Linked DNA regions of Mus musculus: all the other regions are linked to region 1. Evidence: chromatin contacts called from public ChIA-PET, HiChIP or PLAC-seq and promoter capture Hi-C data. All regions are on one chromosome and are shown on one strand. The core of a region is the stretch at or near the end of the contact, and the rest is flanking DNA. Distances in the headings are between cores, read along the strand shown. Region 1 holds the start of Zfp871 (zinc finger protein 871). Region 2 holds the start of Pram1 (PML-RAR alpha-regulated adaptor molecule 1). Region 3 overlaps Myo1f (myosin IF). Region 4 holds the start of Rrp1b (ribosomal RNA processing 1 homolog B (S. cerevisiae)). Region 5 holds the start of Zfp101 (zinc finger protein 101). Region 6 holds the start of Zfp81 (zinc finger protein 81).

Region 1 (4,932 bases), core at 1,342-3,841:
TTACCCTTTCTCTGTTAGTGTCCTTAATTTGTGTTTATGTCCTGTCGGAATTTGTGAATAAGGCATTTGTGGCCTCTTTGTGTGTGCTCGAATGTGTGTGTGTGTGTGTGTGTACACTCTTGAGCATGTGTGCTTATTCTTTGGATTTCATTGTCTAAGATGTCATCTAATTCACTTGAATTGGAGGTCACTACTGTGGAATTAGTAATTTTTGGTAGAATTGTGTTTTCTTTTCTTTTCTTTCTTTCTTTCTTTCTTTCTTTTTTTTTTTTTGAGACAGGGTTTCTCTATATAACCCTGGCTGTCCCGGAACTCACTTTGTAGACCAGGCTGGCCTTGAACTCAGAAATCTGCCTGCCTCTGCCTCCCGAGTGCTGGGATTAAAGGCATGTGCCACCACGTCCGGCTGCGTTTTCTTGATTTGAATGTTTATTATAGTTTTCCAATAAAGCTTCTTTATTTGAGGTTAAATCACCGGTTATTGTTGTTGTTGTTTTTTAAATCATATTGCTCTTTGAAATGGAACTGATTGCAATTTTCAGGTTGTAGTAGGGATGAAGTTTTGGTTAATTCTGCTGCATAATGTTTGGCCCACCAGGTTAACAGGGAAATAGTGTCTGTAATAGTCACTATCCACAGCTAGGCTCATTGTAAAGTGCATTTAAACCCACAAAGTACCATGCCTCAAATACCAATCACTTTAGAAAATAGAGGAACAGTATGACTCTGTTTTGAACAAGTGTATCAACAACATTAGTTACGAGTAGAAAGGAAAAGAAACATAAAGGTGGTCCTGAAGTAGGAGGCATTGAGCTGAGGCGGGTGCAAAGAAGAATCTGAAAGGGGACCAATGATGATGTCCTAGCAGTGTAGACACAGAGATGTCAAGTATACGCGCACCGAACGTTGAAGTAAGTCAATTTGAAGTTGGCTGAATGTCCTGGGCAGGAGAAACCACACTGGAGATGGAGTCCAAGGACTGACTCAGTTCTTCCCGTGTTGATGACAAACAGTAGGCAAGGAAAAAGTAACTACAAGGGGACAGTAGTGACATGAGGGTGCAGAGGAGGGAAGCTTGTTTAAAAGTACAGAATTGCAAGCAGATAACCTAAAGCCGTCCCAGCCATTAGCAGCAGGCTGAGACCAGAGACCCTGAAAACCAGGCCAGCCTGTGTTCCTTGGGGAAATCTCTGAAAGGGAAAATAATACAGAAACGATAGGGAAAGGAACTAGAGAGAAAAGAGGTAAAAATGGAAAGCAGAGAAGGACACAGTCTGCTAATTTGTCAGTAAATATTAAATATTTTTTATAAATGTGAAGAAGAGAGAACTGGGTGGGAGTCTGAAGAGTTGGGGGCTGGAACGCTGGCTTCGTGGTTTAGAGTGCATATTGTTTTTGTAAAGTACCCAAATTCTGTACCAGGACCCACGTTCTGCAGTTTATAAGTCCATCTCCGCGGATTCAGTGCCCTCTTCTGGCCTCCATGGGCATCTGTTCTTGCGTGACATGCACACAGACACACAAACATATTTTTAAAAAAATAATAAATTCTTAAACAAAATCTGTAAATGCCATCTAGTCATCTTGCTGGCTGCGCCTCAAGTCTTTTTAGCTTTCCTATTTTCGCTCCTGTCTTCTAAAATATCACTTAAAATACCTGTCTGCAGGTTCCCTGACATTGTTCCAAGCTTGCACCTTCTTCACCTTCTTCACAGCAGGAATCTATTATCTGTCTACTGCTTCCCACCCCCACCCCCCCACCCCCGGCCTCTTATAACGCTTTCAGCACCCAGAGCAGGCTTACAATTCCAATCTTCTCTCTTCAAGGCTTCCTTTCTGATTTCTACCATTCCTCTGTGAACTTAGTTCTACCTCCGCAGTCAGGCTGGTTCTCCTGATTGCAGGAATGTCTGCCCTGGAAGTCATCTGTGGAGTATTCCAGGTTTATGTGTTCAGAGTCCTGGAGCTCCGCTGCGACCTGCGCAAACTTCCACTTACTGAAGAATCTTTGGAATGCTTCGAATCTTAAGAATGGTTCTGTGTCCTTCCATTCCCAAAATGTTTTGCTCTAGAAGTGACTTTGTGAGGGCAATAGTGGCGAGGTGGGTTCAAGAGAGAATTTGAAAAGAGTAAGCAGAATGGGTAAATCCCCAGCCACAGAGACCTTGGTGACAACCATCGATCACAAAATGAGAGAGAATATTAGAAGCGCAGCCAAATAGGCATAATTCACATCATTCTTTTCAATGCCATTTCTCACTCACGCAAATAGAATTTAGCCGACATCTTTGCTTTGTTAAAGAATAGACTTCTACGTATGTTTAAATCCATGTAAAATATAAAGTATTCATCCCCTTCACACGTAACGCCAGAAGTAGAGTTTGGGAATCCCACCTCCAGTTTAGACCCCAAGTATCAAGCCTTACGTTCGGATTAGAGGTTTGGCGCCACAGTACACTCGAGAGGATGCTTTTTCTGTCATTTAAGCATTGGGAGGCGTGCACGTGACTCACTGGCCAGTAAGAAAAGTTGCTTGGCTGCATAAACTGTCCAATGAGATTTTCAGATGTTGAGAGAGGGCGGGCACAGAAGCGGAGGATGCCACTTCCCGTCCAGCCATTTTAGGCGTTTGTGTCTTCTGTGGAGAGAGACCCGCAGGTTGTTTTCCCCAGTGTCTGTGTTCCATCCACTTACTGCAAGAGCTGCCGGAGAACAGCAGGACACCCGGTGATTGGAAATGGTACGTGCGGCCAGGCGTCCCGGCTGCGGGGAGGGCGCCGCTAGAAGCGGAGGCGGCAGTGGGGACGCGGCCTTCCAGGGCAGCTGAGTCTGCATCTCATCTGCTCTGCTGGGCCGCGCTGCCCGGGTCCCTCTGGGTGGAGCTGGGCCATCAGGCAGAGCTGCGGTCCTGTCCTTTGCTAAGAGCTCAGTGCTGCGGCCATGGCCTCCCTAGGCATCCGGGCACCCGCAGCGACGCGGCTCCGCAGCCTGGGCGGTGGCGGCAGCGTCGCGGTGAGACACGGGACCCTGGAATTCGTGTGTGTGTGTGTGTGTGTGTGTGTGTGTTGGGGGGCAGGGAAGCCGCAGGGTGTGGTGACCTTGTGTCCTGGGCGTGTTGTCATAAACAGGGGGGACAAGTTTGTGTGTTTCCAATGCCAGAATTTATCGAATAATTAATAATTCACAAGTCATGTGTATTTCGTTAATAATTAATCCAGTAGTCCCGATTTTGCTAACCAGCCATTGGCAATCAACGCGTTTTTATATAACAATCTAATTGCTAACGTTAACTGGAAGATCACACATGAACATTTCACACAAAAACATACAAAATGTGCAGATCACAGAATGACTAAGAGCCAAAGTGGTTGAGTTTAGAGTCTGTCCTGAAGTAGGAGGCATTGAGCTGAGGCGGGTGCAAAGAAGAATCTGAAAGGGGACCAATGATGATGTCCTAGCAGTGTAGACACAGAGATGTCAAGTATACGCGCACCGAACGTTGAAGTAAGTCAATTTGAAGTTGGCTGAATGTCCTGGGCAGGAGAAACCGCACTGGAGATGGAGTCCAAAGGACTGACTCAGTTCTTCCCTGTGGGTAAGTGTGACAGTTGCCTGCCATCCTTTGGGCTTGGGGATGCTCCTTCGTAGTGCCAGGTGAGGGGATTATATGTTGTATACTTTGTGTGGTGTTTCTAATACAATTTGGTATATTTTTAGTTGTTGATATTGTCAGTTTGTCCCTCCTAGTTTTCTAGGAGATAGTGGGCCTTTTTTTTTTTTTTTTTTTTTTGCTTGCGTAAACAAGTTGTACTGCCCTTCCTTTTTCGGGGGAGGGGCTTTGAGTAACTAGTCCAGGTTGTTATTTAATAAAATGGAGTCATTCTAGGCTTGACGTTGTTGGAAAGCAGATATTCCCTACGGTATCACTGAGTGGTCTGCCCTGGCTTCCTCACTCTTGTCACTCACAGATTCAAGGGGAAGCTGTCTTTAAATTCCATGACCTGTGCCTGTAAGTCAGTGAATCTTAGCATTTCTACCTTCTTCTGCTCTTCCTAAACTCACTGGATAGGCGTAGCCATACACATGCGTGCGGCTGGAGTCTGGCTCTGTCATAACGGCTGCTGCCTTCAGATCTTTCTACACATTGACTTTTGTTTTTATATTTTATTTTTTAGTTGTTGTGTATATGTGTGGTGTGTGTGTGTGTGTGTGTGTGTGTGTGTGTTTCCTGCATGCTCCAGCTTGCATGTTTAGAGGTCAGAGAAAGAAGAATGCAGTGACTAATCTCTCCTTTACATGGGTTCCCAGGATTGAACTCAGGACATTATACTTCTGCAGCCAAATGTCTTCACCTGCTGAGTCATTTTTCCGTTCCCTACACATTATTTTAAAAGGCAGAGCCCTGATAGAGGTAGGCCTTACTGGATGTGAGCGCAATCTTGGGTTAGAAAACCCTAAATGTTAGGTTATAAAGTGCCCAATGGTTACCCTGAACAGGGCCTTCCTAACTCTTAGGGAAGACAGGAGTACGCAAGTATACACAGTAGTTACCAGAAGGCCCTAGAGCCTGGAGTGGTTTATTAAGGTGGCATACACTCTCAGTTTTTTCCTTATATAAGCTGGCTGCTTTGTCTAGGCCATCACCAGCTCCTGGCATCCACCTGGAATATACATTATATATATACATTACACACATACACACATATATACATTATATATATATATATATATATATATACACACACATTTTATTTTATATGGACTCAGTGGGGTGGTACCCCACTCATCTTGTTACTGTGAGTGGCTGCAGAGAGAATAGAATGTTAGAATCCAGCAAACGCTTAGGAAGTAACATGTCTAGCGCCTTCCCCCTCACAGATACTGACAACCACCTTACTAAGAGATTGTCAGAATTGCTAGCTAATAGACTTC
Region 2 (4,932 bases), core at 1,344-3,843, 850 kb before region 1:
TTCAAAGACACTGCACTGAGCTCAGACTGTGAGGACTTCTTGGGCTGCTCACTTAACTCAGTCTGTGGAAATTTCTTCAGGACTTTGTTTAACTCAGGCTTTGGGGTTTTTCTGAACAGTTCTCCAAGTTCTGGCTGAGAGGTTTGGAACTTAGCTTGGAGGTTTCGGAAGTCCTGATTGCTCCCCTAAAAGACATGGGTCATTCAGGAAGGCTCTCATCACAAGGCGGCAGATGGAGAAACGGTTACAGTTGGTCACAGGCACACAAACCCATCACCCTCCTCTTCCCTTAGGTTCTCATTCTAACTTTGGTTCTTCCCCAATCTCAGCTTCTCTTTTTGGGTAAGAACTACTCCTGTCCCCAGGTTCCTGGAACCCACGCCCTCCAGACTCCTCCACCTAAGCTGTGTCTAACCTCTAACAGGACCTAACTACTTATTCCTTTCTACTAGCCCATGGCCCACGCTTCTGATCAACAATATCTTCAACCTTTGTGCTTTGTGCCACTGCTCCCCCTTGACCTCTCTTTGCCCTCTGCCTGATCACCGGTTCTCCCCAGTCCTTTTTTTTTTTTTTTTCCTGATTTCAAAATACATCCGGAATTCAACTACTTCTCACTGTCACCCCAAGTAGAGGAACTGCCCTCCACAGTCCAGATCACTGTAATGGGCTCCTCCTCCGTGGTCTGCTGCCCTAGAGGAGGCCTATAAAGTGTCTGCTCCCAATCTCTCAGCGAGTTCATCTCTGAGGAAAGCAAACAGTCCCTGAATGACTCAGCAGTGGTCCCCCCACCCCGCCTCTGTCCTGTCTGTAATGCATACCACTCAATGCATGGGTCTCTCCTCTTCCTCCTCTGTGTCTTTATGATAATGCTCCTTAAGGGTGACCTCGGAGATAACCCCATTTTAAATCAGTTTTCTCTTCCCAGTTGCCCACAGTCACCAACATTTTCTACTCTCTTTGTCTCCCATTACCTATGAAGTTTTTTATATTAGTTCTTATATTAGGGTTGTTTTGAGGATTTTTATTTTTGTGGTGTTAGGGATGGAACTTAGCACCTTGCTAAACAAGCTCTAGCAATGAACTATATCTTCCCAGTGATGAGGGTTTTTTGTCATCGTCCTCTCCTCCTCCTCTTCCTCCTCCTTTTTTTTAATTTGTTTTTTGAAGCAGGGTCTCATATATCCTGGGCTGGCCTCAAACTTGCTTTATAGTTGAGGATAACCTTCTGCCTCTGCCTCCCATGTGCTGAGATTACAGGTGTGTGCCACCATTAGTTTAGCTTGCTTGCTTGCTTTTCTTTTTCTCTTCTCTCTTCTCTCCTCTCCTCTTCTCTCTTCCTCTCCTCGCCCCCCTCTCTTTTTCTTTCCTTTCCCTTTCCCTTTTCCCTTTTTCCTTTTTCCTTTCCTTTCCTTTTTTTGTTTTTTGTTTATTTTAAGTCAGTTTCTCACTATGTAGCCCAGGCTGGGATTCAACAGTTCTACTGCTTCAGCCATCTGAGTGCTGGCATTACAGGTGTATACCACCATACCCATTTTGACTATAAATTGTTAAAATTTAGTTGGGGGGACTAGAGAGATTTCTCAGTAGGTAAAGTACTTGTCATGCAAGCCTGAGTTCTAGCTTCAGTACTCATACATAACAAAGTCAGGAGCAGTACCTGTCATCCTAGTTAGCTCTGGAGAGCTTAGGCCAGGAGGCCCTCTAGGGCTTGTTGGCTAGCCATTCTAACTAAGTTAACAAGCTCTACATACATCTATCTAAGATGTGGGTATTAGGTGTCATAGTCCCTGACATGTCTCATGAGGACCAGAAGGGAGGCTCCCCAAATGTACAGGCACTATATGATATGTTTAGAACATTTCTGGTGCTCTCAAGTCTGACCTGCTCTTTGCCATAGGTGCTGGTAGATATCCCCAGCCTATCTTCACCAAGGGTAAAAAAGATTGGAGGACAGAGAGGACAGAACCTTGTAAATCTATCTAGAGATGGACTCAGAAGGATCTCTGGGAAGGAAGCAATTCTTGCCTGGGGTCAGACATTTCTTTGTTGAAGCCCCAGTCTAAGTGAGTTGATGACCACAAGGGTAGATAAGGAAGGGTTTAGCAGAGCACAGCTTGGGTAACGGACTGGAGATGGGGACTGGTGTAGCAGGTGCGTGACCCATTTAATCACTTCACAGGAAACCTCTGCTTATATCCCAGCTGCTGACCTGGATTGAGGGTATATCATTCCAGGCAGACCCAACCAGCACCACACTGCCTTGCAGTCACAGATACAAAGCTGGTCCACAAGAGCTCAAGCTATTATGCCTTGGTTGTTTCTTATCTTTTCCTGTGCCATCTCATCCCCAAGACTGTTCTAGCTCTGTTCTGCTAGGTTACCCATGAGGGCATATTTACCAGTTCCCCAGTTTCTACTTGGGACCCTTGTTACCTGAATGAACTTCCAATGGGGGCTTGAGGACTCACCATGGCTTCAGGGGATGATGAACCACAGGGTGAATGAGCTCTGAGCTTAGGCTTCTGCCTTGAGGAAGTTAAGTGTGGTTTCTGCTCCACGGGCTGACACACCAAGTCGGAGCTGTTGGGCTGGGGAGGGCAGAGGAGGAAGGAGGCGGAGATAGCCTTTCTGTCCCCTCCTTGAGTTCCTGCCTGTCCACTACTGTCCCCAAAGTCAGGTCATTAGACCTAAGCACATCTATAAAGCACAAGTTTCCTAGCTCCTACTAGCCTCTTGATTCCCTATTGTCCCCCTTAGTTTTAACACTTTGGGGTCCTGACAAGCTTTGTCTCTGAAGAGGCAAGCTTAGGACAAACTCAGGACAGTCACAGCACCTTAGTGGGGATTTTATGGCTTTCTCTGGGTCTTAAGACGTCTCTAAAGAGGTAGACCTAGGATATGGCTGTTGCAATGGTGAGGACATATCTGTCCTCCTGTATTGCTTCATCTACCTTGTTTCACCATTTGTACTCTCAACAGGACTTCCCTGTTAAGGTGACAAATGCCCCATCAGCCAGGGCTATGCACCCAAAGCATCATCAACTGGGATAAGCAGACTTATGGGTGGGTGGCATTAAAAGATGTCTAAGTCCTGGGCTGAAGGGACATCACTGTTGCTGTGAAGGTATGGGGTTTTAGGACCTCTCAAGTTCACAGTGGTTAAAGGAAGCAGAGAGAGGAGAAACAAGAAAACTGGATTGCAGGAAAATGAAGCCCAAAGTGGGACAAAGGTAGATATAGGAAAGGAGAGCCCTGACACGTGATTCAGTCCACAGGAACAAAGAACACTCAGCAGGGTTCAGAGGTATGATTCTCAGTTTGGGAACAGAATAGAATTCTTTGAGCTGTTAAAAAAATATCTTCCAGAGATTCTGATGTCACCAGTCTGGGATGTGGTCCAAGGAGGAGGACTACTTACACCCTAGCAGGATGGTTCTGGTGTATAGATGAGTGTACATGTGTCTATGTCCCTGGAGTCACAAAGTACATGCTCTAAGCAACTGGCGTAGTGGTGCATACTTGTAATCCCAGCAGAAGCAGGAAGTTCACTACATTTCCAAGGTTAGCCTAATCTACATAGTGAATTTCAGGCCAGCCAGCACTACATAATGAGACCCTGACTCAGAAACGTAACCAAAAAAGTACATGTTCTACCCAGGTATAGTGGCACACATCCGTAATCCTCGCATGTGGGAGAAGAGGATATTAAGTGCATGACCATCCCCCGGCTGGAAAGTTGAGACCCTGTGAAGGAAGATAACATAAACTAAATCCAAAGTTTGTAGCTCTGTTGGTAGTGTACTTATATAGCATGTACAAAGCCTTAAATCTGATTTCTAGAATCTCATAAAACAGCACTTGGGAGTTAAAAGCAGGAGGATTGGAAAGTCTGGTAGTTTAAGGCTATTGTTGCAGTGCCTTGTAAAAATACAATGAAGCCGGGCAGTGGTGGCGCACGCCTTTAATTCCAGCACTTGGGAGGCAGAGGCAGGCGGATTTCGAGTTCGAGGCCAGCCTGGTCTACAAAGTGAGTTCCAGGACAGCCAAGGCTACACAGAGAAACCCTGTCTCGAGTAAAAGAAAAAAAAAAAAAACCCACAATGAAAACCAATCTTAGAAACAAAATAAATATATGTTTTGACTTAGGTGATGGGCCTGCTGTTGGGTATTATAAGGCTGATAGAGTAGCAAGAACTTGTATAACTCTTGGGAATGAGCCAGGTATGGTTTCAGCTTATTTAAATGGAAATAAAGCAGCTTAGGTTGAGAGGCACACCTTCCTTATTTTAGCACATAGCATCAAGATTCTGATGCTTGTTTTCCTGTCTTGGGTCACAGTTCCTAGAGACGAGTCTGCTTTTATAGGAGTCTCAAGTGGATAGTTTCCAGAATCTTGGTGAATGGAGTCAGGTAGAAATATGAAAGAAGCCACGCCACGCCTATAATCCCAGGTACTGGTTGAGAATATGGCTGGTGGATGTCAGATTCAATTCAGGTTTGGTAACTGAGTGGAGACCCAATCTCAAAACCGAAAACAATGAGTCAGTGAGATGGCTAGGGGTTGTGGTTATGGTTAAAACATTTGCCACACAAACTGGATGACCATAGTTCGATTCCTGGAACACATGTAAGGTGGAGGGGAAAAACCAACCCCACAGCTGTCCTCTGATCTTTATGCTGGCCTGAAAGCACACAGTAGGCCATCAAGGCCAGCACAAGCTAAAGGATTGAACGGCAGGAGACCCAACAGGGGAGAATGCAGGGTTGTTGGTAACCTCCCAGCATGGCTGGCAGACTGTATTTGACCTGCATGAGGATGACCTGGTGGCCCTAACTAAACTATGGAACTAGAAGTCTAAAACAATGGAGGGCCAATTATTGTGGTGTTCCTGGAAGATCTGGGAGTTCTTTGAAGGAGGGAGCGGGAGC
Region 3 (4,932 bases), core at 1,395-3,894, 780 kb before region 1:
TCCTTCTGCTTCAACATCCTGAGTGCCGCCATGTTTGACTAACTTTTCAGTGCCAGGGCTGGGATCCTGAGACTTACATGTTGTTCAATCATTATGCTCCACTTCCAGTCCTTACTAAGCTTTTTGTTTTGTATTTTTCATTTTTTTACAATTTTTATTTATTACTAATGTATGTGTCTGTGCATGGGATGAGTGGGTGTGCACGTGTGACAACAGAGGACAACACTGTGAAGTCATTTCTCTTTATCCACCTTTATGGGTCCTAGGGATCGATCTTGGATAACTAGGGTTGCTCAAAAGTGCCTTTACCCACTGAGCCATCCTGCTTGCTATTATTTTTTTTTTAATTAAGGGCACTACCATGCACTTAATCCTAGCACTCCGAAGGCAGAGGCAAATGGATCACTGTTGAAGGACAGCCTGGACTACATAGTGAGTTCTAGGTCAGCAAAGACTAGTATAGAAATAATATACATGTATAGTATGCATATATACTGGATACATGCATATATATGTATATTATATAGACACACATATGTAAAGGCAAGCATAGAACCCACCAGGGTAGGACTTGGGGCAAGGATTGTAATACCTGTAATCCTCTAGTAAAGGGTGATGAGGCAAAGCCATATAGTCCAGGCCAGGCTCAAATCTGTTATGTAGCCAAGGATGACTTTGAGAGTCTGATCTATTGCCCTGCCTCCCCAGTGTGAGAGGACACATGTGCACCAATGTATCCATTACTTGGGGTTTGTGGAGTGCTAGGGATCAAACCCAGGACTTCATGCATACTAGGCAAGCTCTCTACTAACTGACCTACATGCCATGACTAAGTCATGATCTACATGACTAAGCTTAAAAAAGTATGTATGTATGTATGCATGCATGTATATACAAATGTGTGTGTATAAGTGTGTGTGTGGGTTGGGGGTACTGGCACCTGTGTGCACGCTAAAGTCAGAAGAGGGTGTTAGTAGGTTGGTTCTTTAGGACCTGGAGGTAATAAACAGGATGTGGATGCTGAGCCCTTAACCTTTATTCTCATTATAGAGCATCAGTGTTGTTTACTGCTGAGCCATTTCTCCAGTCTTGTGACCAGGATTTTTAAGTGGATTACTTCAACTTCCTTTCAACACACAGAGGGTGGTACTGGTGCTATCATTAGGTCCATTTTCAAAAGAGAGCACTATGGTGCCTCAAGGTCGGAGGCTTGCCCCTTCCAGCCTTTAGAGCTGGGTTCCTCTTTCTGTTTTTTTTCCCCTCCTCTTCCCTCAGGTTGCTCAGTGGCTTCTGTCTCTTTAATCTCATGACATTCACTCACTGCCTGTTTGTTCTGCCTTCAACATCCAAGCTCCCCCAGTTGCTCTGAGCTCTTCTGTGTCATAAAATCATCAGTGTTTTCCTATGTGTACTCCTTGCTACTTGTGAGGTGGAGGCAGGGTTTGGGGGGATGTTGCTTTGCTGGCAGAGTGTTTATCTAGCTTGCATGAAGCCCTGGATTCTATCTCCAGCACAACATATACTGAGTGTAGTGGTATACATCTTGAATTTCAGTATTCAGTGGGTGGAGGCAAGAAAATCCAGGAGTTCAAGAATGCACTCAATTGGGCACTAGCCTACATGAGACCTTGTCTCAAACCAGCTATGGGGCTATGTTGGCACAGCCAGTGCTCAGCAGTTAAGAGCACTGACTGTTCTTGCAAAAGACCTGGTTTGGTTCCCAGCACCCACTCGATGGCTCACAACTGACTGTAACTGCAGTTCCAGGGAATCTGATGCCCTCTTTTAGCCTCCTAGAGCCCTGCGTGCACATGGTACATAGACAGATATGCAGACAAAACACACATAAAATGAAAATAAATCTTTAAAACTTCGCTTAATAATCAAATAACTGAATGGATGAAGTACCCCGGGGTTAAGACAGTCTCTTGTCCCCCTCTAAAAAATACTCCTTTGTCTCCCTGGCTCAAGTTGAAACTATATGTTCCTAAGTTCCTTTCTTGAACTGTGGGTGGGGGCAGTTGCAACAAATAAGTTTGTGGTCTCAGTTGACCACAGCTAAATATGACTCAATCTGCTGTCTCTTGTGAAAGACACTGTGGGGCTGTAGGTGGCTATGGTGAGAAGTAGAAGGCAGATTCTTCCTCTATCTATTTAGTCAGCTCTGCCTACAACATGGGGGTGGGGTGGAGTAGGGTTGAAGGTGGGTGAAAGAAGACAATACCTTATTTGTGCTATTAAAGGGAGGGGCTGTTTGTGGTCAAGGTGGTAGATCTGGTAGGGCTCAGGCTTGCAAGCTTTGTAGTGCAGTGAACACACTTCCTGATTTCTATCAGTGCTTGGAGTAGGTACAAGCCTAGCCTAGGCAGATGGGGTCTAATCTCTACTCTTGAAACTCTGAATGGTCGATGAAGATGGTGACTCAAAGAGAGGCCATGTGGGAGGGTGTAAAGGCGAAGTGGGAATATCATCCAAAGCTAAACTTGCAACTTGACCCTAAGAGCCAAGAAGGCCTTGTAGTAGTGGTGAAACTCCAGGATCTTAGCTTCTTTGGAGTGGAGAGCCCAGGTTCAAATGAGGCTGGGGGGTGCTCAGAGGCTGTATAATAGCAATGGGCTACTCACAGGAAACCCTGGTTGAGCTTTCATTTTCTACAAAAAGGAAGGGGAAGCCACAGTTAAGATGACCACTAAGAGAAGCGACCTCTTGAAAGGATTAAGCCAAAATCTTCTTCCACTTTTTGTTTATTTAGCAGCTTGCTAGGCCTCCCCTGCCTCAGTTTCTTCATTGAAAATATAAGAACTCCAAGTGCAGTAGACCTCATGGAATCAGCTACCCAGATTCAACAATGTAGAGGTTATCATAAGAAAATACTAGTATCCCCACTATCACTATGGGTGTCTGCCTTGAACTTGGCCAGCCCCTATGGGTCCAAAGTGATAGGAAGAGCCAAATGATGGAGCTTTCGAATTCACCCCAGATACATTCATTGTAACTAGGCTGGCTGGGTGAACATATTCTAAAGACACTTGTGTGCCTCACTTTGGCTATCAGACTATTTAAACCCAAAGAAACTAGAATTTCTCCCAGGAATATCATGCAGGGAGAAGAGAAAGCTTAAAGCTAGGGCCAGTCGAGGAGCCTGACCTGTTAAACCACCTTACAGAGGAGACATTGCTGGGTCAGTGGTGGGCAGAACCACACCTTCACTAGGAAGTATATAGATAAGCATAACTCTGGCCTCTAATTAAACTTAACCTAATTTCAGGGCCGTGAAGATGGACTCGGTGTGTGTAAGAGTGCCATTACATTTCCTTATCTCTCTTCCCAACGTGGCCGCATTGAATGAATCTCTTTTTTCTTCTTTTTGCTCTTAATTTGACTATTTTAATTGGCTAATGGAGGACTAGTGGCTGGACCTGGCTTGTGGACTCAAAGGCTGTGACTCCAAGTCTTGTGACAAAGCTCTCTGAGGACTGGGTGGTGATGAGCAAGACTAGAGAGAAGTAGAATAGCTACTTCCTTTCTCACCAAGGTCCTGAGAGCTGTGAAGATGTGAACCTGATACTGTAGCTACCACTAGCCTGAGCTGTGGGTCCTTCCCTTGGCTCTCAGGGGGTGGCCCTAGAATCCTGGACCTATATTCTACCAGCCAGGGGGTTGTTACACTGCACCCTGCACCTCTGAACTGTGCAAACAATATTCTAACCTCTCAAAGTCCTGAGTGTCTCACTCTCTCTCCATAGGGCTGGGGTTAGGGTATGTATCTGATGGAATCAGTGGGCTTATTTCCTTCTGGCTTAGCTGGAGGCCAACAGGTAGGGATCTTTGTCTTTCTAGAGGTAGCTGGAGTCTCTTATACCTCCTTAAATTCTCCACACAGAGGCTAGAGTTGGAGTGACTCAGGTCTTAGTCTTTTGGAGAAGCCTAGTGGCTCCCATGCCCAAAGCTGATACTCACTGATCCCCTCCTATCTTCCTTGTCCAATCAGTTGTGGGCCCTTTGATTGTTCATTATTTTTTAAAATACCATATGATTTTCTATAATCAAACCCATATAGATAAGACCTGACATATTTAATACAGTTTGTTATCTCTGTATGCTTTTTTAAAAAAAATTAAAATTGTATTTATTTATGTGTTGGGGGTTTGACAGCTCACCTGCAGTCAGTCGGAGGACAACTTGAAGAAATGAGTCTCAGGTCATCATTGGAAGTAGATACCCTTTGAGCCATCTCAATAACCTTGGTTTTGTTTGTTTGTTTGTTTGTTTTTGTTTTTGTTTCTAATTTCTGAGATGGTATTCATCGTTCAGGCTACTTTGAACCTTCTAATCCCCCTGTCACCATCTCCCACATTCTGAAGTTGCTAGTGTGTTACACTACTGCAATCTCAGTTGTGGGTACTTTAAAACAATGCTGTGTTAGTGAGACGGCTCAGTGGGCAAGGGAACTTGCTGCTAAGCCTTATAACTCAAGTTTGATTCCCTGGATCCACACGAAGGAACAAACTCTTCCAAGTTGTTCTCTGACCTCCACAAGCATGCCATGGCCCATAAGCAAGTTCACTCCTCTCATAGCAAATAAATATTGTTAAAGAAATTTAATGCTGCTGGGCGGTGGTGGTGCACGCCTTTAATCCCAGCACTCGGGAGGCAGAGGCAGGTGGATTTTTGAGTTCGAGGCCAGCCTGGTCTACAGAGTGAGTTGCAGGATAGCCAGGACTACACAGAGAAACCCTGTCTCGAAAAAAAAGAAAAAGAGATTTAATGTTGCTTTAGTGCATTTGTGACCAGGCCTCATATAACACAGGCTGGCCTCAAAGTTGGCATATAGCAATTTCTGAGAGTCTCGCCTCTCCTCCCAAGTACTGAGAGGTGTATATCACCATGCTAGTTTGTAGTGTTATGGGTGGAACACAAGGCTTCATGCAT
Region 4 (4,932 bases), core at 1,552-4,051, 750 kb after region 1:
CCTGTTCCAGGGGGTCAGAGAAGCATGATCTCTGGCTGCCTCCGGTCCAGGTGTACTGTACCTGTTTGCTTTTGTCTCCTGAAGGCTCTCCTAAGGCTCCACGCTTTTACCCATGGCTAAGGAGACAAACGGAAGCCTTACAGAGAAAGGGTTCAAACCAGAGTTCAGAAACAGTTATCTGTACATAGCTGGGGACAAGGTCATTCATTCTTAGTATAGGTAGTAGAGACCAGCCCTGGCTCCAGGAAATCCTGTCTCCAAACAAATAGCCCTTCCTCCCCCCATGTATCTAAGCACTATAAAAGGGCCACATAGTTTATAATTCAAGAGGTACCAGGGAGATAGTAAAGGAGGATTTCTCTCAGAAGTGATTCTTTGTAGAACAAGCCTGAATGCAAGGGGGAGGAGGTGAGAAAAGTGTGCCTGCTGTGCTGGGCCTAAGAGTTTAACTGACTACTGAGGAATTAGAAGAGCAGGTGAGGACACCACAGCGTCTGACAGGACTGTGGCCTTCAGGGGAAGCAGCAGTAAGATGAGATTTGCTTTAGGAAAATGACCTGGGCCATTTGTGGAGGGCAGTTTAAAGAGGCACAATGGAAGCCCTGGATGAAAGCCTTTAACCCCAGCACTCAGGAGATAGAGGAAGGCGAATCTCTGAGAGTTTGAGACCAGCTTGAGAACAGCCAGGGCTATAACACAAGAGAAATCCTGTATCAAAAACCAAAACCAACCAACCAAACAAACCAGGCAGTGATGGCTCACAACTTTAATCCTAGCACTTCGCAGGCTATCTCTCTGAGTTCGAGGTCAGCCTGGTCTACAGAGTGAGTTCTTGGACAGCCAGGGCTACACAGTAAGACCCTGTCTGCGGGGTGGGGGTAGGGACCGAAACAAACAAAAGGCACAAGGGAGTTAAGGGAATGGATGGGCCAGACAAATAGGTAAAATAAAGGAACTTCCAGTTAAGACAGAGTAATTCAAGTTATTGAGAAGGCAGGACAGAGGGACAATGTGTGCATGTGATGAAGAGTCAGGGCAATGTGGTGAGAAATGGAAGAAGCAGCAGGAGAGAACAGGTGTTTGGAGGGGAGAGTGGAGTAAACTGAATTTCTGGGGCAATCCTTAACAGAAATGTTATGGGGGAGAGGGGGTCCGGGTGGGAAGCTAGCTGCCAAGGTGGCTCAGTGGGCAACAAATAGCTTGCTTGGTAAGCCTCACTACCTGAGTTTCACCTCTGGATTCCACGGTGGAAACAGGTAACTTTTGGAACTCAACTTCCTCATGAGTGTGCCTATAAGCACACACATACATACATACACACACACACACACACACACACACACACACACACACACACAAATGGTTAAGAAAAAAACCTAGTCTTTACACCTTTATCAGATTTCTCTTCCTTTCTGGGAGACAAGGTCTTGCTTGCTCTGTGGCCCTGGCTGTCCTCTGCCTTCCAATGCTGGAATGAATGGTATGTGCTCTCACCTGTGGCAGATTTCAATCAAAAACCATTTAAAAAAATTTAATTGAGGTCTATGAGATTTGCTTGCTTCTATGTATGCACACCACGTGCATGCCCGATGTTAGCAGAGGTGAGAGGAGGTGACTCCTTTCCAGGAAAGGGTTGAGCTGCCACGTGGGTTCTGAGACTTGAACCGCTGAGCAATCTCTCCGCGCCCCCCCCCCCCCCGCCTTCAAATTTAAGTAGATTTAGCAACATGTAACTCAAACTTCAGCCAACTGGCTGCAACCTGAAACCCCCACAGTAGGCTGCAGTCTAGACTTTACGCATTCACTCAAGGAGTTACAGAACCTATTCTGGATCACTTAAATAAATCCCTGCAATGCATTCCACGGCAGCTAAAACACAAACGAAAAAGCCAGTGATGTGGCCACACTGCCCCCAGGTTCAATTTTATTTCAACATGCCTTGCGCGCCAACTTAGATTTCTCTGGCTTGGGGCACACTTAGCTCTTTCTTGCGTCTGCCTGGCCAGCTTCCTCTTGTCAAAATCTCAGCAGAGCACAGGAGGCTCCTTTAGAGGGACTTTCTCCTGCACTTTTCCACACTACCGGTATACATTCCCGCATTCACCCATACTCCACTCCATCGCCACGAGGTCCTGCCACCACATTGCCAGAGTTCCTCTCAGGGCAACTAACGCACTCCAGCGTCTACAGACACTATCCAAGGGAGGCAAAGAGAAACACAAACGAGCCTCGGTGAACTGGGCCAGTGGTGAGCTTGGACTCAGGGCCAGGAGCTCCGCCACACAGCCCGTAGCACCCGCACCCGCGCCCAATGGCGCTACCCTCGCCGCACGAAGCGGCGCGGACCCAGGCCCGCACCTGTGTCGCTCTGCGTCCTGGCGCTGAGATACTGCCGCAGCTTCCTCACGGCGCGGTCGCGGACGCCCTTCTCACTGGAGGCCAGCCGCTGGGCGAACTGGAACTCGGAAGACTGCATGGCGAGAGCCATCGCACTCGCTTCAGCATCCCCAGGCTGCGCGCGTGCCGCTCGCCGCCAAGCGATCCGGACTGCGTCTGCGTATGGGCTGCGGCGCGCGGGTGATGGCGTCACCGGTGCGCCGCTCGCCGCGCGCCCAGGGAGCCCGCGTGGCCCCTGTGCGGGTAGACGCCGTAGCAACGCTGCTTGAAGTGCGTCCTGAGAGTGGCCCAGGTTCAGGGCGATTGACAGGGCGGTTAGTTGGAGGTCAGGTCTCCTCCAGCAGAACGCCTACGGCTGGTTTGATGCAGTTTTAGAGTCTAAGCACAGCTAACAAAGGTCTATCGGGGAAGCGGCGATCCTGCTACTACCTCCATTCACTCGGCGGGCTTCCCTGGACAGACTTGAGACCCAGGAGGAAGGCCGTCATCCAGGCAGCCCAAGGCTGACGACAGCACAGGGGCAGCCCCCACAACCAACCCCCCGCCCCGTTTCCGCCAAGATAGTGCCTTGAGTTTTGATGTAGCATTATAGAGGGGGTGGCCAACCTCCCAATGTCCTGGGACAAGTGCAAAGGTGGAGAGGAGACCCTTGCAGCTTTTTAGGGCAGGTGTGAGATTTGTAGAGGAGCGAGAACAACCCATCCCTGCAGCATCAGGGGCACTTACAGAGGTGTGGTGTAGTGAGCAATCCTTTTTTGCAGGGTCCTAGGATAGATCTAGGGGTGTGTAGTGGCAAGACAGCAAGCCTTCCGCCGCATCTTGAGACAGGTGCAGGCTTGTTGAATGGGGAATCAGCAAATCCACACACACGACGTCTGGGTGAGATGCAGGGATGTCTATTGTAGAGGGAAATTTTGAGGATCTAACTTGACTCTGTAAGTCCTGCATTCAAAACACACAGTTCTAAGCAGTGGGTAGTGAGATTTTCAAACACCAGGACCAAAAATGCAAGCTGGGGAGCAAATGTTTTTTTGTTGTTGTTGTCGTTGTTTGTTTGTTTTGACTCACATTCCATATTACTGTTCGCCATGGAAGGAAGCCAGGACCAGACCTCACCCAGGACAGGACCCTGGAGGCAGGAGCTGATGCAGAGGCCATGGAGGGTGCTCCTTACCGCCGTGCTCTTTGCAGTTTGCTCAGCCTGTTTTGTTTTTGTTTGTTTGTTTTTTTTTTCGAGACAGGGTTTCTCTGTATAACCCTGGCTGTCCTGGAACTCACTTTGTAGGCCAGGCTGACCTCGAACTCAGAAATCCGAACCCAGGACCACCAGTCCAGGGATGGCCCCGCCCATAATAGGTGGGGTCCTCCCCATCAGTCACTAAGACAATGCCTTACAGGCCTGCTACAATCTGATTTTATAGAGACATTTTCTTTACTGAGGTTCCCTCCTCCCATGACTTTAGCTCGTGTCAAGTTGACATAAACCAGCACAAGCGGGAACATACTAAACCAACATAAAAGAAGGCTTTTAACAATTGTGCAAACTTTAGGGACATCTAAAACTCTACGTTATCAAACATGAGAATTATTAGATTAGTATATTCTTCCAAGCTTTGGTGATTTAATTTTGATTTTTTTTTTTTTACCCCCATGTAGCCCAGCCTAGATTTTCCCATGCTATGTAGCAAGTTTGTCTTGAACTCCAGCTTCCGCCACCCAAGTGCTGGCACAGAAGCACTTGGGGCCAAGGGACGATGAGGTTTTCCCTGCGCGGTTTCTCACAGTGTATAGGTTTGGTTGTAGCATCTTCTCTCTAAACAGGGAAGGACGGATTCTGCTTGACTCTCAGGCCTCACTTTGCAGGTAACAAGTCTGAAACGCAACTGAAGTAGGAAAGCTACAGTAGAATCCAGGTCCATCTCATCCCTGGACCCAGAAAGCGAGAGTGAAGAGCAAATCGTCGAGATTTGAACCTTGTGGCTTTCCGTATCGTGGGGCATCTTAAGATTCCCGCGTTTTTGTGTGTGCGTGTTAGCGAGCTCTGCGCAGGCGCACGAAGCTGAGGCAGCGGCTATGGCCGCAACCGTGGGCGACGGGTCCGGTACTGAGGAGGCCTGCCGGGTCAGTGGGTGCCCTACATATGGGAGCTGCTGCTGATTACTCCCCTCAGGGCGGATCCAGTGCCTGAGGAGATGTCCCTGTAGCCCTGAGGGGACCTGGCCAGGAGCTGCGCGAGGGTGGGCCAGGGCCGGAGACAAGAGGCACAGTTCCAAATCATCTGCGGATGCCTCAGGTTAAAAAGTGGTAGCCCAGGCCTTAGGCCTTGAGGCTCCGGGGAGCCGGAGCTGAGAACTCACTTATCTGGGTTCTGCCCCTGATGCCCCTTCATGAGAGGGCCTGGTTAATGCCTACTTCCGGTAGGATGCCATTGTATGATGGTGTGAATGTTAGGGGTCAGCAAAAGCCAAATGCGGCCGCAGGGATCCCACCCGAGCGGTTCAGCCTGGGGCGCATTAACTTGCAGGCATTTTCTTT
Region 5 (4,932 bases), core at 1,390-3,889, 610 kb before region 1:
CTAATACCAAATACTTTTCAAACTATTCCACAAAATAGAAACAGAAGGAACACTACCCAATTCTTTCTATGAAGCCACAGTTACACTGACACCTAAACCACCAAAAGACCCAACAAAGAAAGAACTACAGACCAATTTGCTTTATGAATATCAATGCAGAAATACTCAATAAAATTCTCGTAAACCGAATCCAAGAACACATCAAAAAAATCATCCACCATGATCAAGTAGGCTTCATCCCAGGGATGCAGGGATGGTTTAATATATGGAAATCCATCAATGTAATCCAATATATAAACAAACTCAAAGAAAAAAAAACACATGATATTCTTATTAGATGCATAAAAAGACTTTGGCAAAAATACAACACCCATTCATGTTAAAAGTATTGAAGAGATCAGGTATTCAAGGTGCATACCTAAATATAACAAAAGCAACATACAGCAGACCAATAGACAACATCAAATAAAATGGGGAGAAACCCATTAAAATCAGGGACTAGACAAGGGTCTCCTCTCTCTCTCTCTCTCTCTCTCTCTCTCTCTCTCTCTCTCTCTCCCTGTCTCTCTCTCTCTCTCTTTCTCTCTAATATAGTATTCAAAATTATAGCCAGAGAAATTAGACAAAAAAAGAGATCAAAGAGATACAAATGTTGGTCTCATTTACTTCTTTTCTGTGAATTTCCTTCTTGGCAAAATAGTTGACTAGCTTTTATATATTCATTGACTATTTGTACTGGTTTTGAGAAGTTTCTGATTATAACCTTCACCCAGTCACTGGTTCTCTCTCTCTCTCTCTCTCTCTCTCTCTCTCTCTCTTTCTCTCTCTCTCTTTCTCTCTCTCTCATTCAATTTATTTCAATTCAGAACATATTCTAAAGGCAGAAGTAAAATCAGTAATTTTATAAGACCTATGTGTCTTTTGTGTGATCTACTTGACTGTTAGTATTTTATAAAAGGTATCTCATGTGTGACTTCATTTCTTAACATACCTTTTCACTGTGTTTTCTGGTCATTGAATAAGAGTTTAGTTGAAATGGTTCTATCTTTTCTTTCCATTGCTTTAAACAAAAGCAACTTTGTTTAGGGAAGGATGTATTTTATCTTATGGCTTAAAGTTCATCATGAAGGGAAATTATTAGAGTTCTTGAGAGTAACAAAGCTTACAGAATGAATCTTTCTATATGTATAGAAAAGGGGTTTACTGGAAAGACTCACAGGCTGCGGTCTAGCTAATCCAACAATGGTTGGCTGTGGATGGAAAGCCCAAGAATCCTGTAGTTTCTCAGACCACGAGGCTAAATGTCTCAGCTGGTCTTCAGCTTATGCTGGAATCCCTAAAAAGTAAGGTTCTGATGCCAGTGAAGGAATGGACATGCTAGCAAGGCTAGGGCAAGCAGGCAGGAGCAGAAGCTTCCTCGTCCAGCTCTAGCAAAGCCTGTAGCCTAGATTAGAGCTGATTCAAGGTTTGGTTCAAAGGCCTGGGACTCCCTACCTCAAAGGTCCAGACCTGAAGCAGAATCACCGACTCCAAAGCAAGCAAAAAGTTCTCACAGGTATGTCCTCCATTCCCAGATTTGATTTCATGACTAACAGAGTCAAGTTGACAACCAGAAAAATAATCATCACAGGACTCAAGAAGAAATTTGGAGGTGGGAACTGAAGTAGAGGTCATGGGGAAATACTGCATGTTCACTCTCCCTTTTTATACAGCCTAGGCCTATCTACCTAAGTATGCATTAATACAGTAGATTGGAAACCCCCCCCCCCCCACACACACACATCATTCTTTAATCCAAAAATATTCTACAGTCTTGCCTATAGCCAATCTAATGGAGGCATTTCTAAGTTGAGTTCCCTTCTCTCAGATGACCCCCACTAACATCAAGTCGACAAAAGGCCAACCAGTACCGGAGCGAAAGCCTCTTCTTTGCTTACAAGTTTTTTTCTATTTACATTATTAATTCATATATGTTGCTTTCTGCTCTTGGCTTGGTTTATAGTAATAATGTTCAATACCCAGAAGTAGTCCAAGTAAAGCCTGTAAGAAGAGACATTTGCAAAAGCATATGTCTTTATCAAACGTGTTTTAAAATATTATTTCTTCAGACAAAGCTTTAACATATTTGTACAGGTTTCTTTCAAACCTGGGGCTCAATCAACATTTTAAATCTTAACTTTCAAAAAATATAGGTGCAAAAGTCCATTTGCCTCATCTCAGATTCTTAAGTTGGCACTCATTATTGGCACTGTCCTCTCCTGACCGGGTAACCTTCTCTGTTTGGGGTCATGGGTTTTCCTTTCCCTACACTGAGTCTGGGATGTCCAGAGCCAATCTGTAGCGCTATTTTATGTGAAACAGTAGAAGCCCACTGAGTACACGACAAAGCGAGTGCGTGCACTAAAATCCCAGAAGGCGTCGTGCTTAAATGCAAGGATCCCACATATTTACTCCAAACGGAACGTCTGGGTTAAGATTGGGTGTTGCTCTATCTTTTTTTTTTTTTTTTTTTTCCCCATTTGCGTCAAGTATGGGAGAGGTTGTTGATCCTGCTACTCACGAATAAGAAGGCGGGTCCAGCATCTTTCGCCAATCAGAGCCGCTGTTACTTCCTTGCTGGAACTGTCAAATGAGGAACACGGATGTTCTGAAGTTTCTGCCCCTGGCTCCATTTTTGAATCCCGTGTAGCTTTTGTGAGGTGTTGTGACAGCTGGTTTCAGTCAGTGCCACCTATTTTGTCGGCAGGCTCTTCCGAAGGACCCCCGCATGCGTCCGAAGCTGGAAATGGTGAGTACACGGTTGCTCCCGGAGTCGTGGGCCGCGGCTTTGACGTAGCCTGGCGCAGCTTGGCACCGCCGACCCGACGTTCCTCTGGCGCTGTGCTGCAGTTCGAGGTGGAGCTTGGCACCGGCGGAGCCAGGAGTCGGAGGCTCCTCCTGCCCTGTCGCTGTAAAACTGCTTTATCCCAGTCCCTTGGCTATCATGGGGAATGAGCTCGGTGGTCCTGCACCCTGCAGACTTTGCAGCGCTCACGGGTTGGTGATGCGGTCTGGTCAGTGTAGTGAAAGGACGTGGGTGTTGAGCGTTACTGCTGGTCTGACCTTGCACTTGCGTTTGGCCTGCTTTATTGTTTTCTGAGGTCTCCTTGATTTTGTATTAGTTTTGCTCTAGGCTGCTTCTCCAAAGAGAAGGAATATGTAATGTGCTTTTGGTGGCAGTGGTGCTGGTGAGTTTTTGATTGGTTGATTTCTTTGTTTTTCAGACAGGGTTTCTCAGTAGCCCTGGCTACCCTGGAACTCACTTGGTAGACCAGGCTGGCTTCGAACTCAGAGATTCTCCTGCCTCTGCCTGTAATGTGTGTTTGTTTGTCTTCTTTCCTTTCTTGGAACTCATTACGTAGACCAGGCCTACCTTGAACTCAAGAGATCTGCCTGCTTCTGCTTCCTGAGAACTGCAGTTTAGATGCGAGCACCATCATGCCCTACAAGGTGGGCTCCTTAATTAGTATTTACCAAGATTACAGTCCTCTAGAAAAATATTAACATCTTCGGTTGTTTCCTTTGCCCTTATGTAAATCGTTTTTCTAGACAGTGTAATTTGCGACTAGGGAAAGTGTGGACAGGGGCCATCTGGGAGAAAAACATACGTGTCTTCTATCTTCTGGATGAGGTATTTTTTTGAGAGTTGGTTTGAGTGCACAAAACATTTCAAATTTTATTAGTGTTGTTCATGTGTGGTGAGCCAATCTTTGGGCTCCCGTGCCATAGTATATACTGTGCAGGTCAAAGGACTCCCTTGTGGGGTTGGAGTTGGTTCTCCTGTCCATTCCCTGGGTTCAGGGATCAAACACAGGTCACAACGCATGCTTGACGACTGCTTTTGCCTGTTGACTCATTTCTTCGGCTTCATTTATTTTTACTTTTACTTTTATTTTAAAACCGGGTTTCATAGATCCCTGGCTATCATGAAACTCCATATGTAGATGACCTTGAACTTGGGATCCTCCTGCCTTCAGGTTTTAGGATTTCAAGGCATGAGCCAGCACACTTGCTTTGATGTGGTGCTGGTGCTGGGACCGAGGGTGGGGGTGGGGGGGCGTCTCCATACTAAGTAAACATTCTACAGAGTCAGCCCTGTGCTCATCCTGCTGTACAGTTTTTCTCCCTTAGATTCTGGCAGGAAGATCCCAGGATTTTCTCTTTAGCAGCATGTGTGTCATTGACTGCTTAGTGGCAAGCATGGAATGCATACTAATTTTTTTTATTTCCAGGCAGAGTTTTACTGTGTGTAGCCTTGGCTGGCCTGGAACGTGCTATATAGATGAGGCTTGCCTTGAACTGACAGAGATCAGCCTGCCTCTGCCTCCTAAGTGCTAGGATTAAAGGCGTGCGCCACCACACACAACCTGGAGATATAAGATTTTCAAGTATGTTACCATGATTCTCTGAATTTCTTTGGTGTCTATTGGAATGCCTCCTTCCTCAGCTCCCATTTCATTAATGTGTGTCTTGTTTTATTTGGCTAAGGGTTTATCAATTATGTTTATCTTTTCAACACCAACTCAATTTTGTAGAATGAATATATATATATATATATATATATATTATGTGAACATTTCGCCTGACAGAAAAGATATGTAACATGTTTCCCAGATGCTCACAGAGGTTAGAAGAAAACATTAGATTCATGAGGGAGTTATAGATGGTTCTGGTCCATTATGTAAGTCCTGGGAACTAAACTCGGATCCTCTGCAAAAGGCACACATGCTCTTCTGAGCCATCCCTCCACTTCAGTGGGTTTTATTTTGTTTTTTAGTTAATTTTTTACTTAATTTCAGACTTGATCGTCATTATTTCGCTCACTTAGGGATTTGGACTTTGGGATCTTGTTTTCCCAAAGCCTTCAGGTGCTTCTTCAGGTTGTTCATTTAA
Region 6 (4,932 bases), core at 1,155-3,654, 570 kb before region 1:
CCTCTTCTGCTACCTCCCCTCAGGCTGGCCTGTGAGCCTTGCAGTTTCTTCAGGATGAATTATAGCTGCTGGTTCGTGTGTGGTATCTGCCTGCCGAGAGGACTAGACTGAAGCTGCGGTTCATGTATGGTGTTTGCCTGCCAAGGGAACTGGACTGAAACTGATGATTCATATTTGGTGTTTGCTACAAGCAACATTCATTTCTGAACTTTTGACAAAGAAGAGTGAACTCACCCCAAAGAACTATTCCTAAACAGGCCCACTTCTCTCATATCCTAATAACTTTTCTCCTCCACTGCCTCTGGTGGGTGGTGGGCAAGAAGAAAGGTTGAATATTTATTAAAATAGGCTGAGTGACCCCAATGGGGAAGTTAGAGTAAGGGCTGTAGGAGGTGAAGGGGTTTGCAACCTCATAGGAAGAACAACAATATCAACCAACCAGCACCCCACCCCAAGCTCCCAGGGACAAAACCACCAACCAAAGAGTAACCATGGCTCCAGATGGATATGTAGCAGAGGATTGCCTTATCTGGCATCACTGGGAGGGGAGCCCCTTGGTCCTGTGGAGTCTTGGTGGCCCAGGATAGGGAAATGCTAGAGCACTGAGGCAGGAGTGGGTGGGCAGGTGGGGGAGAAACCTCATAGAGGCAAGGGGAGAGAGAAGGGGATAGGGGGCTTGTGGAGGGGAAACTGGGAAGGGGAATAACATTTGATATATAAATAAATAAAATAACCAATAAAAATAAAATAGGCTGAAAAAATTATGCCTACATACATACACTATATTCTCTTTATTTGTGTCTTAACAAGATCTTGGCAGATTTCAGAGCTTAGCTATTTTTGAGCAGTGCTATAATAAACATTAATGTGCATTTCTCTTTAAGATTTATTTATTGTGTATACAGTATGTATGCATATATGCTTACAGGCCACAAGACAGCACCAGATCCTATTATAGATAGTCATGAACCACTGTGTGATGGCTATAAGTTGAACTCAGGACCTCTGGAAGAGCAGCCAGTGCTCTTAACTTCTGAGCCATCTCTCCAGTCCATGTCCATTCATTTCTTATGTATAGTAAAATTCTTTCCTTTCTCTTTCCTAGCAAAGGGTGCTGGTTTTAGTTTGTGACCTTTAGTTTTGAGGTTTTGTTTGTTTGTTTGTTTGTTTTCAGAATGGTTTCTGTGTGTCCCTGGCTGTCCTGGAACTCTCTTTCCTTCCTTCCTTCCTTCCTTCCTTCCTTCCTTCCTTCCTTCCTTCCTTCCTTCTTTCTCTCTCCTCCTCCTCCTCTTCCTCTTCCTCCTCCTCCTCTTCCTCTTCCTTTTCTTCACAATGACCTTTAACTTCTTGCCTCCAAAGTCCTGTAATTAAAGGTCTGTACCACCATGCTAAACAATTTTAAGTTGTTTTTGTTTGTTTGTTCTTAGAAATCTTCATACTTTATTTTTGTGTCTGTATTAATTTACATTCTCTCTTAAAAGTTATAATGACTCTTTCTCCTATATCTGGTTTCATATATACTTCTTTTAAAATTTTAAGATTATTTTTATATGTGTATGAATGTATGTATGTGCACCATGTGAGAACCTGGTGCCTGTGAATTAAAAAGGTGATGAAGCTCTTGGAGTTAAGATGTTTTCAAACGATCGTGTGGATGATTGAAAGCAATCCCAGGGCCTCTGTAAGAGTAACAAGTGCTCCACATCTTAATATTCAGAAGTGGGACAGTGTATTCTACAGCCACATTGAAGTTCTAGCCGAAATAAACCAAATCCACAAACACTATTTCTAGGAGTTTGGTGAAATGCATCTCTAATCTTAACCACCGCACAAGTTCTTCATGTTGAAGATATATTCTGAATTCAGCATTCTCTGTACGTTATAAAACCCAAACACTGTACAGTAAGCAGCGTAATGACCACCTATAGTACAAGCCCAAAGAAGCGCTGGTGAGATGGGTTGGTTGGTAAAATGCCTGATTATCCTTCATGAGGATCTGCGTTTGGATCCCCAGAACCCACGTAAAAAGCCGGCCAAGCCTCTATCGCTAAAACTGGAGGTAGGGATGTGTGTCATTGGCTTTGTCCTAATGTCACTGAGTCCTGAATGTTCACAAAAAAAGTAGTGTGAGTAAGCGGAAAGGCACGAGGAACTCACACGAAGAACTAAATGTGTGCTCTAAAAACCCCGAAGTATATTCTCTTTAAATAGAATGACACCAAATATACTCCGGGTTTACTCCAGGGGTTTGGGGGAGCCAGAGTTAGGGAGGTTCTGTAGTCAGTTTGCCGGGTGAGTTCCATTTAAACGCGCTGAAAAGAGTTAAAGAGGCGGGTCGGTACCGTTCACCAATCAGGGACGTTGTTACTTTCCTGCATGAACTGCCCAATGAGGAGCATGGATAGTCAGAGGGTGCCGCCATTGCCGCCCTGTTTGAGTCCTGTGTAGCTCCAGGGAGGCAGGTGGTGACTTGGCCTGAGTCGCTGTCCCTTCTGCTGATTGTAGGCCCTTTAGGAAGCACACTGCTCGCGTGTGAAATCAGGAAATGGTGAGTGTGCCCTGTGTTCCTGGAGTCGTGCGTGGCACGTTGGTGACATCGCGGAGGCTTTGTCCCTGTGTGGTGCCGCGGCACTGACGTTCGCCTGATTCTGTGCAGGAGTCTGTCACCCGCGCCCTCTCACCCACGTGCGTTTTAATTCCGTGCAGAGCAGGCAGCGGGGAGCCTGGGGTCTGGTCCTGTCGGTCCGGCCCTGCCCTGCCCCGCCCCCCTTCTGAAGCAGTGTCTTCTAGTCCGCTGTGCTCTCGGGTGAGACAGCGCCTCTCCAGACTGCATCGCTGGCGAGTTGGCGTGATGCTCTGTAGCATTTAGACTGTTGTGAGGGGCTTTGATAAACGCTGTTCGTTCCTTCCTTCCTTCCTTCCTTCCTTCCTTCGTGGGCATCGAACCTCAGGCTTTGCTCATTCTAGGCAATCCTTTTACCAATGAACTGTAAACCTATCCCGCATCCTGGTTTTTGCTGTTAGCGTTAATGCAGGAGGATTTGTTTGCTCCCTCTGGGCTGAGAGTGGGAGGAATGCTCCGGCTTGCAAGGAAGAGAGGATTTTCAATTTGCTTCAAAATTGTTTGGATTCACCAACCAATTGGGCAATTAATTGTCTAGGCACAGGTGAAATTTGGGGGAATTTTTTTTTTCTTCTAGCATTGCTGGCTGTAAAAAAAAAAGCATGAGATGGGATGAATAATTTAATTGTAAAAACAAACAAAAACGTGGTAGATTCTTTGGCTGTGGACTTGAACAGAAGGGATGAGAGGGTTATATCTGTTTCTATCTCATCGTTATGAATATTCGTAAGTTGTTTATATCCTCTTGATTTAATTTTAGCTTGTTGTATGCGACTCAGAATCAAACCATTTCTTGCATATATTTCTTTTCCTCGTGGGGGGTATTTTTTTCAAAATACTACCAAATGGTCCACTGCTTTTCTTTTTTCCTGTCTTTTTTTTTTTTAGTCTCTTGCAACCTCCCCTAATTTATGACTTTATTAATTTGTCTCTTCCCTCTTTTTTGTTAGCTTGACTACAGTTTTGCCTATTTTACTGTTTTTTAAAAGAACCATTTCTGAGATTGACATTGACTGTGTGTATTCTTTGAGTCAATTTCAATAATTTTTCAACTTATTTTTTACTTCTTGCTGTCTTTTGCTCTTAAGTCTGACATTTTGTTGTTTTCCTAAGACCTTGTGTTTGAGCCATTAAGTTGAACTATTTATTCGGCATTCTGAATTCTCAGTGTGTGTATGGGAAGCCGCGGTAGCTTTTTTGGCTCTAAATTGAAGATGAACTTGGAGGGTAACCAGAGGAAAATTTAATCGAGTTTTTGAGGTTGAGAGGGGGAAAGCAGAAAACAGGGCAGGCAAGCTTTAAATATTGGCATTTGTGGTTAGGCGAGAAAACAAAACAAAAGGATGCCTTTTAAGTTCAACATGGAGATCAGAGAAACAGTGAGGAAGCCAAGGGTGTTAAGGAAAGCATATTTTCTAAGTGTTGAGACTTGGATTTGAGTTCAGAGGGGACCTGATTTACAGGGTCTTGTTTCATACACGGAAGGATTACACCAGAGACAAAGTCTGAGAAAATGTGATCCATGACATGTTGTGAGACATTTGCAAAACATCCAGTTTATATACCAGGAGCTTTTCTTGAGCGCGCCCCAGTAAGAAAGGGCTTAAGATCTTCCTTTGCTGACTGGCTTCTTTCTTATGTTAATCTTCAGGTTGCTTTTTGTTTTATTTTGTTTTTACTCCTATTTTGCATTTGTATGTAAACATTTGTAGCTATGAGAGGTATGAATGAGCTTACCTCTTGCTACTGTCTTGTTTTCCCACTTGAAAATAGATTTTCTACCTATATATTTATATATCCTGATTGTGGTTTCTTCTCCCTTTCCCATCACAGTTCCCTTTCTGATTCTCATTAGGAAAACAAACAAAAACAACAACAACAACAAAAAAAAAACAAACCAGGTTTCTAAGGTAGAATAATAAAATGTAGTAAGATAACAAAAATTAACATATCTAAATTGGACAAAACAAACAGAAGGAAAAGAGCCCAAGAGAACACACAAGAATCAGAGACTCACTCCCATGCACACTCAGGAATCCCAATGAAAAACTGGAAACCATAATATATGCAGACCTGTGCAGGCCCTATGCATACTGCTTCAGTCTCTGAGTTCAGACTCAAGTAGATTTTAGATGGCCTTGTTTTCTTCATGTTCTCCATCTGCCCCCCCCCCCCCGTCTTACACTCTTTCTGCTTCCTCTTCCAAAGGGTTCCCTAAAATCTGGGGGACTACACAGACCCCTTCAACTCCTTGGGTGCTTTCTCTAGATCCTCCATTGGGGGCCCTGTGTTCCATCCTATAGATGACT

Evidence for each region. Promoter capture Hi-C pulls out the DNA fragments that hold promoters and counts their contacts. ChIA-PET counts read pairs in DNA pulled down with a chosen protein or histone mark. HiChIP or PLAC-seq counts read pairs in DNA pulled down with a chosen protein or histone mark.
Region 2: a contact with region 1 is called in a promoter capture Hi-C map of pre-B cells, with 2.2 times the contacts expected there. The contact joins the promoter of Pram1 here to the promoter of Zfp871 in region 1. A contact is called at or near these places in 13 of 39 promoter capture datasets (the 3T3-L1 cell line, 3T3-L1-derived adipocytes, the SN4741 cell line and 9 more) and 2 of 115 datasets of contacts at active chromatin or transcription factors (memory CD8 T cells and pancreatic cancer cells).
Region 3: a contact with region 1 is called in an RNA polymerase II ChIA-PET map of effector CD8 T cells, with 9 read pairs. The contact joins the enhancer-like site here to the promoter of Zfp871 in region 1. A contact is called at or near these places in 5 of 39 promoter capture datasets (the 3T3-L1 cell line, 3T3-L1-derived adipocytes, HPC-7-derived erythroid cells and 2 more), 4 of 115 datasets of contacts at active chromatin or transcription factors (bone marrow-derived dendritic cells, effector CD8 T cells, kidney and 1 more) and 1 of 9 other capture datasets (liver).
Region 4: a contact with region 1 is called in a FOXA1 HiChIP or PLAC-seq map of pancreatic cancer cells. The contact joins the promoter of Rrp1b here to the promoter of Zfp871 in region 1. A contact is called at or near these places in 2 of 39 promoter capture datasets (the HPC-7 cell line and pre-B cells) and 2 of 115 datasets of contacts at active chromatin or transcription factors (large pre-B cells and pancreatic cancer cells).
Region 5: a promoter capture Hi-C map of liver shows a contact between it and region 1, with 3 times the contacts expected there. The contact joins the promoter of Zfp101 here to the promoter of Zfp871 in region 1. A contact is called at or near these places in 13 of 39 promoter capture datasets (the 3T3-L1 cell line, 3T3-L1-derived adipocytes, the C10 cell line and 9 more), 1 of 484 Hi-C or Micro-C datasets (pre-B cells), 4 of 115 datasets of contacts at active chromatin or transcription factors (bone marrow-derived macrophages, embryonic stem cells and fibro-adipogenic progenitors) and 2 of 9 other capture datasets (adipose tissue and liver).
Region 6: a contact with region 1 is called in a promoter capture Hi-C map of the SN4741 cell line, with 3 times the contacts expected there. The contact joins the promoter of Zfp81 here to the promoter of Zfp871 in region 1. A contact is called at or near these places in 12 of 39 promoter capture datasets (the 3T3-L1 cell line, 3T3-L1-derived adipocytes, the C10 cell line and 8 more) and 1 of 9 other capture datasets (adipose tissue).

Annotation. Positions count from the first base shown.
Region 1 is chr17:32,785,946-32,790,877 of GRCm38.p6, reverse strand. It overlaps Zfp871 (zinc finger protein 871), which reads left to right and starts at 2,591. Exons shown (of 4, transcript NM_172458.3): 1 at 2,591-2,740. The coding sequence starts at 2,738. Gm17115 (predicted gene 17115) reads right to left here and starts at 2,484. Exons shown (of 2, transcript NR_168031.1): 1 at 1,805-2,484; 2 at 439-1,491.
Region 2 is chr17:33,635,717-33,640,648 of GRCm38.p6, reverse strand. It overlaps Pram1 (PML-RAR alpha-regulated adaptor molecule 1), which reads right to left and starts at 2,593. Exons shown (of 10, transcript NM_001002842.2): 1 at 2,472-2,593; 2 at 1-185. The coding sequence starts at 2,474.
Region 3 is chr17:33,561,068-33,565,999 of GRCm38.p6, reverse strand. The region is part of intron 1 of Myo1f (myosin IF); the gene reads right to left. Among named protein-coding and RNA genes, the nearest start is that of Myo1f, 7.8 kb to the right of the region's middle. Within about 2 kb of position 2,644, at least 102 of the 459 cell types and tissues checked have an H3K27ac peak or open chromatin away from gene starts, as enhancers often do. A contact at or near this core is called in bone marrow-derived dendritic cells, effector CD8 T cells, liver and 1 more, where this site is marked.
Region 4 is chr17:32,034,031-32,038,962 of GRCm38.p6, reverse strand. Rrp1b (ribosomal RNA processing 1 homolog B (S. cerevisiae)) reads right to left here and starts at 2,801. Exons shown (of 16, transcript NM_028244.2): 1 at 2,359-2,801. The coding sequence starts at 2,488. It overlaps Hsf2bp (heat shock transcription factor 2 binding protein), which reads left to right and starts at 4,455. Exons shown (of 8, transcript NM_028902.1): 1 at 4,455-4,518. The coding sequence starts at 4,471.
Region 5 is chr17:33,392,344-33,397,275 of GRCm38.p6, reverse strand. Zfp101 (zinc finger protein 101) reads left to right here and starts at 2,639. Exons shown (of 4, transcript NM_009542.2): 1 at 2,639-2,788. The coding sequence starts at 2,768.
Region 6 is chr17:33,356,350-33,361,281 of GRCm38.p6, reverse strand. Zfp81 (zinc finger protein 81) reads left to right here and starts at 2,404. Exons shown (of 4, transcript NM_207541.1): 1 at 2,404-2,548. The coding sequence starts at 2,546.